2 separate regions of the Sus scrofa genome follow, and region 2 is linked to region 1. Evidence: chromatin contacts called from public Hi-C data. All regions are on one chromosome and are shown on one strand. The core of a region is the stretch at or near the end of the contact, and the rest is flanking DNA. Distances in the headings are between cores, read along the strand shown.

Region 1 (3,340 bases), core at 624-3,123:
GCTCCACCCGGCCGCTCGGCGGGGCCGGCTCAGCCCGACAGGTCGGTCACCCAGCGGCGCCCACGCACCTGCCAGAGGATCCGTCCCGCTCCGGGCTCTCCCGGCGCTGAACACGGGCGCTCCTGGCTCTGGCTTCTCGGGCTCCGGGGTCCGGCGTCTCCGGCGCTGACCTCGGGCGCTGCCCGCCCCGATGCTTCCGCTTTCCCGGCGCTCCCGGCTCCGGGTTCCCGGGTTCCGGGCGCCGCCCTGGGCGGGCCCAGCCCCGCACCGCCCGCTCCGAGCTCCCGGCGCGCGTGGCGGGGCTGCGCGGGCTTCTCTTCCTGGATCGGCCCCGGGGCTCAGGACGTCCAACGCTCCGCCTTGCAGGCGGGATTTGGCCAACGAGGGGGACTCCAAAGTTGGAGTTTGAGAAAAGTGGATGGATGGTGCTGACATTTATCTGAGGAATGAAGGGTAATTTTCGCGAGCGGGAAAGAAGCCAATTTCGAGAGATGCTGGGATCAGGGCAGGAGGGGTAAGATCATGATTTTAGGTGAGGACTTTCAGAGCTTGAGGTTCGCGGTAGCGTTTCTAAGGAGTTAGAAGTACGTATCCGTCATTGCAGAGAAGACGGGCAGGAGATTCACCGAGTCGGAGGTCGAGTAATGGGAAATACCAAAATTCTCCAAACGGTGAATAAAATGGGAATAAAAAAGGTGTAGAAAGGATATGGATTCGAATCCTGACGCTACTCTTTAATTCCCAGGGGATTGGGACAAGGTACTTTACTAAAGCCCCCATTTCATCATCGCTCCCTACCTTATAGGGTTGCGCGAATCAGCTTAAGTAACGTCAGCAAAAATAGTACAGGGTCTGTCCCTCCCCGCAAACATTCTAAAAAATTGACACAAACTGTCAGAAACTACCTTATCAGAATTTGGGAGATAGTCAAATGTTTACGGTAAACAAGCAGATGTAAATGGTTGTAGACGCTGGGCCCTGGGCTCCTTCGTCAGTAAAAACTGAGGAGGCCAGACAAATCCAGGCAAGGCGTTTCTGGGACTTGGGCTGCAGCGGGAAGGATGGAAGACGGGTACCAGTGCCTTTGCTCGCGCCGGGAGGAGGGGTGAGCTGGTTCCTTCCCGGGAGCGAGCGCGGGGCAGGGCAGTGGGTGTGGCAGGAGGCGGAGCCTAGGCGGTCTGGCCAACCCCTTGGTAGTGCCCGGGGCAGAGGTCACCTGCAGACGCTGAAATGATCCTTTGTATCTTGCTCTTCGTAATGACCCCAGCTGTGTATGCATCCAAGTATTGTTACTTTCTTTGTAGTTCTGTCGCTCAGGGAGGTATTTGTCCGCATGCATGTAAGCACTCCTACAGGGTCCCAGGTCCCAGCCCCTGCCTCTCACATCCAGAGAAAGGCCCTGAAACAAGGTAGGAGATTTTTATGGTATTTTAACTTCTTGACCTAAAACAATAAAACAGCCAGTGATTTTACCAATAAAATAGGGTGAACAGCAAAGAATTGCTCTAAAGAGCATGCAATCTGGGAGCACCCTGCGTTGGGTTGTCAACCCACTGAGCCACAACAGGAACTTTTTTTTTTTGTCTTTTTGTCTTTTTGTTGTTGTTGTTGTTGCTATTTCTTGGGCCGCTCCCGCGGCATATGGAGGTTCCCAGGCTAGGGATTGAATTGGAGCTGTAGCCACCGGCCTACGCCAGAGGCACAGCAACGCAGGATCCGAGCCGCGTCTGCAACCTACACCACAGCTCACGGCAACGCTGGATCCTTAACCCACTGAGCAAGGCAGGGACCGAACCCGCAACCTCATGGTTCCTAGTCGGATTCGTTAACCACTGCGCCACGACAGGAACTCCTTTTTTTTTTTTTTTTTAGGCTGTCTTTAGGCATGAACATTGTTAGAAACTTTCTTTCTCTTTGCTTTTCAAGACCACACTAGTGGCATATGGATGCTCCAAGGCCAGGGGTCTAAACAGACCCACAGATTCCAGCCTACGCCACAGCAACGCCAGATCTGAGCCACCTCTGCGACCTACACCACAGCTCACGGCAATGCTGGATCCTTAGCCCACACGTGAGGCCAGGGATCGAACCTACAACCTCATGGTTCCTAGTTGGATTCGTTTCCATTGCGCCATGAAGGGAACTCCAGAAACTTTCCTCCCGAGGTGAAATTCTATAAATCTGAGGCTTGGGGCCTTGGTGAGGAACTCTCTTTCCCACAGGTAAAGTGGGCTGTGGCTTTCTTGCCTTTGCTTAGAGCCAGGTACTTGCATCTCCACGCATACCTGCCTACCCTGCTAGAGTCACCCTTTCTAACCCAGGCGACTTCAACTTGGGGGGGTCCTTCCTCAGCCTGGCCTGCAGTTCCGTCCTTTCTGGAAAAAGCTGCTACCACAACCACTAGCTGAGCCATGAAAAGTTCTCAACTCTGAAAATTTCATACCAGATTGATACTGAACCCAGTTTTGCTGGGCTTGCCACGTGACAGCCCAGTACAATCGGAGTCAAGTTGTTGAGCCTCTGGATCGAACCTGCGTCCTCATGGATACTAGTCAGGTTCCTTAACCACTGAGCCACAACGGGAACTCCAATATATAGCTTTTTGTATGTCAACCATACCTTAGTCAAGTGGTTTTCAAAAAATGTAACCAAGGAGTTCTCTTGTGGGACAGCGGGTTTGGGATCCAGCATTGTGGTGGGGGTTTGATTCCCGGCCTGGTGCAGTGGGTTAAGGATCTGGTGTTGCTGCAGCTGTGGTGAAGGTCGCCGCTGTGGCTGGGATTCAGTCCCTGGCCTGGGAACTTCCATATGCCATGGGTGCAGCCAAACAATTAAAATTAAGACTCTTCCTCATTCAATTTTTACCACATGGTGGGTGCCAAGTTTTTACATATATTCTGTTTAATTTAATATTCTTGTCACTCCTAGGACATAGTTGTCCCCTGCTATCCATGGGGGCCTGGTTCCAGAACTCCTGGACAGCAAAGTCCTTGGGATGAGGGTGGAGCGGGAGAGTTGCACAGGTAGTGGCGGAAGTCCCTTCAGGAACTACAGGCAGACAGGGAGACCCGGGGGACTTTGGGAGATCACTCTACGTCAACAACTGCCCAAGAATGCCATCAGAACGAGGCAGGCTTGCTCGATTCGTGGAGAGCCTGAGATGTGCTTCAGGCCATTGGATGGGAGATGGGGTGAGACAGGCATTCAAGTTCAGACCAAGGGCAGGAGGTTAAGGACCACCCTTCTGCTGATTTGAATAAGCACCCTGACAGTCCTAATTTGACCTTAGAGGGTCAAATACTCTCTTACTGGATACGAAGTTGGAGCTACTACTGGAAGA
Region 2 (3,548 bases), core at 547-3,046, 1.1 Mb before region 1:
AATTCAACCCATAGCCTGGGAACTTTCATATGCCACAGGTGCAGCTCTAAAAAGAAAAATAATAATGATAATCCGGAAAAGTAGGACTTATGCCAAGAGCTACCAGATTCAGCAGCAGTGAAAAACATACCAGAGGGTTATGAAGACAAGCAGGGATGAAAGAGCAGGAAGATCTCGGGTTAGATGGGCCAGCCATCTGGATTCATGGACATTCTGTCAAGCTCATTTGTGATCAGAAGGCAGGAATAAGTCACAGCTTGAAGATGGTAAGCTGACATCTGCGGTGAGTCTCCTGGGACCTAGTTACTCACTTCCTGTAGAAGGTCCCATGTAATCCCCAACCCCAAACCATGAGCGTTGTTTACAGCGGAGAAAACTGAGAGAGTTTCGGTATTTGCCCCAAAGCACAGCGGCCATCCTGACAGAGCCGGGATCCAAGCCCTGTGGTCTGGCTCACACAGCTGCACACCGTCCCAGCTACTCCTTGCTGGGAAGGCAAGTGGAAAGTGGTTTCAGCAGCTGGGGAAGTGAGGAAGCTCCAAATGCAGACCCACTGAGAGGAGCTGGCAAAGGAAACGGGAGCAAGAACTCAGGGCAGATCATGACTAGAGGATCCAAGGAATAAAGTGGTCAGATTAGATTTAGTGGGGCGCTTGTTCTTCCTTTGGGGGTTTTTGTTTGTTTTGCTAACTCCGAGATGTCAGTGATTACTTGATAGGGGCTCTTGGCACTTTCACGTTGGCTGAAGTTACTGCATGCCCAAGTAAAGCTCCTGAAGGCTCAGGGACATTTGAGGCCAACGAAGTTGATTAAGGTAATTGACTCTGAAAAGTAAAGACCAAATAAGGGAGGATCAGAGACTACAAAACAAAGCCAAGGCATCTGCCTCAGCTAAATCCTTTCTTATGAGCAGTGAAACAGCCAGGACGGCCCTGTTGCCCCAAGCCTGCACCAGGGCAAACGACTAGGTCCCTGATGATAGGGACATGGGTAGGTGCGCTGCTGCATCCAACTTGGTACCAAGTGGGAACTAAACACCACCAAACACTTTACTAGAACAGACTGTAAATCCAACATTCAGCAAATAGTGATTGCCTGAAGGAAAGAGTGCGACTTTGGGAGTTCATTAAAGCTGTACGGCTGGGAGGGATAGGATAAGATTTAGCAAAAACCAGAGAGCAGACAAGAATCTAAGGACAGGAAGGATGAAAGAAGACACTGTGCCAGTTGTGCAAGATGAAAAAAGTTCTGGGTACGGATGGTGGTGACGGACGGTTGCACAAAAATGTGAATGTACTTAATGCCACCGAACTGTGCACTAAAAAATGATAGTGCTATGTATATTTAAAATGTAATATTTAAAATGGCAGTGCTATGAATATTTTTTAACCACAATTTAAAAACGCATTTTTAAAAGTCTGATGAGCTACTAAAGTGAAACAAGTAGAGCATAATTTTTTAAACAAGGTTGTTGTTTACTCGAGGCTGGGCGAGCTCATTAGCGTGAAAATCTGTGCAGCTCAGGCAGTTTTCGAATTTTAAACTCTGGACGAAGCGTGCTCTCCAGATGCGGATGCGGAGCAGACACTCTCCTCCGCACCCGCAGGGCGTTTCTTCCGCGCCCCGCCCACGCCTCCGCCGGCCCCGCCCACTCCCCCTCCCGCCCCTGAGGCCCCGCCTTGCCGCTGCTCAGCGCCGGCTCTGGGGCGGGGCGGGCGGAGGCCGCCCGGATCTCGCGACACCGCGGCCGCGCGAGTGCTCAGGCCTCCGTGGGACGCGGCGCCGTGCCGCCGCGCTTCCGCAAAAATGGCGGCGGCGGGTGGTGCGCGACTGGCGGCCTGGAGCGGAAGGCTGCGGCGCGGGCTGGCAGCCGGCTGGCGGGCCTGGCCCGGCCCGGGGCCCGTAGCGGCCGCGGCGGCCGGCGTGGCCCTGGCGGGAGCAGGAGCGACGTGGTACCACGGCCGCGTGAACGTGGCGGCGCCCCGGGGCGGCCTCACCGTCGTAGCCCAGGTATGGGACGGGCCCCGTCCGGCAGCGCCGCCGGGGCGGGTGAGGGGGTTAAGGAGCGGCGTCTGCAGCCCGTCCCGGCGCACCGCGGACCCCACTGGCGACGCGGCCCGTCGGTGACGGGGGCGTGTCCGCGCCCCGGCCCCTCCCCCGGGGCCGCCGACCGGTCCTCCGGGCCCCGGCCCGCGACTGCGGCCGACCGCGCGCTCTCTGCGCAGCGTGCTCAGGCTGCCCTGGTAGGGCCCTTTTTACGAGTGCAAGTGCCAGCCCTAAAACTGACCGGTTGGCGAGTGCCGGGTTTCATGGTCCCCCGTGAGCAGCTGCACTTAGTTACACGTAAGTGACGTGTCATAAACGTGATGCTCAGGCGGACTCTGAGTCCCAAGCAAAGCATTTCTTCTCAGACTTTCATGTGTGAAGGTAAAGGTCATATTCCCTGGTTCGGTATAACATTGCCACGTAAAACATTGGAAAATTTGCAAAAGCAACTTCTTTGAAAATCTCTAATGGACATTTCATTAAGTTGGTGTGGAATTTTTAAAAGTTAAAAGCAGTAGTCTTTTTCTTCGTTGGATTTCCATTATGCTCTTCTAAATGCCTCGAATTCTGAGAAACCCAGCAATACAAAAAGAAGAAAGCAGGCCTTGTGAATTAAAGTGAGTACTGACCGATAGTATTTTTTACTTGTATTAAATTAAGACGCCACCTGGTTAGTACCTGCAGTAACTCTCTCCCATCAACATACCATTTCTCATCACAGGTGGGAGCATCTAATAGTGTCTCATATCATTTTTTTTAACCTTGCTGGGTCTGGCAGTTCAATTTATTCTTCATTTTAGGTTTCTCTAACCTTATTTCATCCTGTCTGGTTAATCTTCCCGAGAGTATCACTTTAGCTGTATGATGCACGCTGCTTCGGAAATCATTAGTGCCTCCTTCTCCCCGATAAGCCACATTTGAAAACGTTGTCGTTCTGAAGCCACTCTGACTTACCACTCCTCAGACACACCTTCTCACCAACCTGCTTCGCTTTCCCCCTTAGTGTGGATTCCGGGTTCCGTTCACCCGTCTCGTGGTTTCGTGGCCCACTGCTAGCCTGTTTGTGTTTAAAATTCCTGACAGGACACTAAAGACTTGACACCAATGTAGTATTTTGAGTTCTCCCTGGCTCCCCTCCCTCCCCACATCACAGCCTTGGGTACTTTCCTCGCGGCCGAAGCAGCACAGGAACCATTTTATTATCAACGTGTTCACGAGGTCTGATGACCCAGCATTTGCTGCTGTTTAATGAGAGCCGAGGTTTTCATCCTTTGGCCACCACCGTGGACTTGAGGGTGGCCTCCCCTTCCTTCAGCTGCAGCGGCCGAAGCCAGCAGGAATTGAGGGGCCTGCTTTCGGGAAAACTCCATCCCCTCACTGATTGTTTCCCAGAGGGGCCTGGGAGCCCTTGGGTGCCCCAGCTGCGCAGCACCGCTTCGGAGTCACGTGCGGGTAGTTGGGGACTGCTGAGGTAGATGTGCTCCTGATGGAATTGTACTTTA

What was found. A called contact is a pair of places that touch in the nucleus more often than the background predicts.
Region 2: a contact with region 1 is called in a Hi-C map of liver, with 5 times the contacts expected there. The contact joins the promoter of MICU2 here to the promoter of CENPJ in region 1. A contact is called at or near these places in 1 of 5 promoter capture datasets (liver) and 1 of 47 Hi-C or Micro-C datasets (liver).

Annotation. Positions count from the first base shown.
Region 1 is chr11:356,453-359,792 of Sscrofa11.1, reverse strand. CENPJ (centromere protein J) reads left to right here and starts at 1,873. Exons shown (of 18, transcript XM_021065416.1): 1 at 1,873-3,340. PARP4 (poly [ADP-ribose] polymerase 4) reads right to left here and starts at 290. Exons shown (of 31, transcript XM_021066005.1): 1 at 69-290.
Region 2 is chr11:1,498,641-1,502,188 of Sscrofa11.1, reverse strand. It overlaps MICU2 (calcium uptake protein 2, mitochondrial), which reads left to right and starts at 1,796. Exons shown (of 12, transcript XM_021065452.1): 1 at 1,796-2,010. The coding sequence starts at 1,807.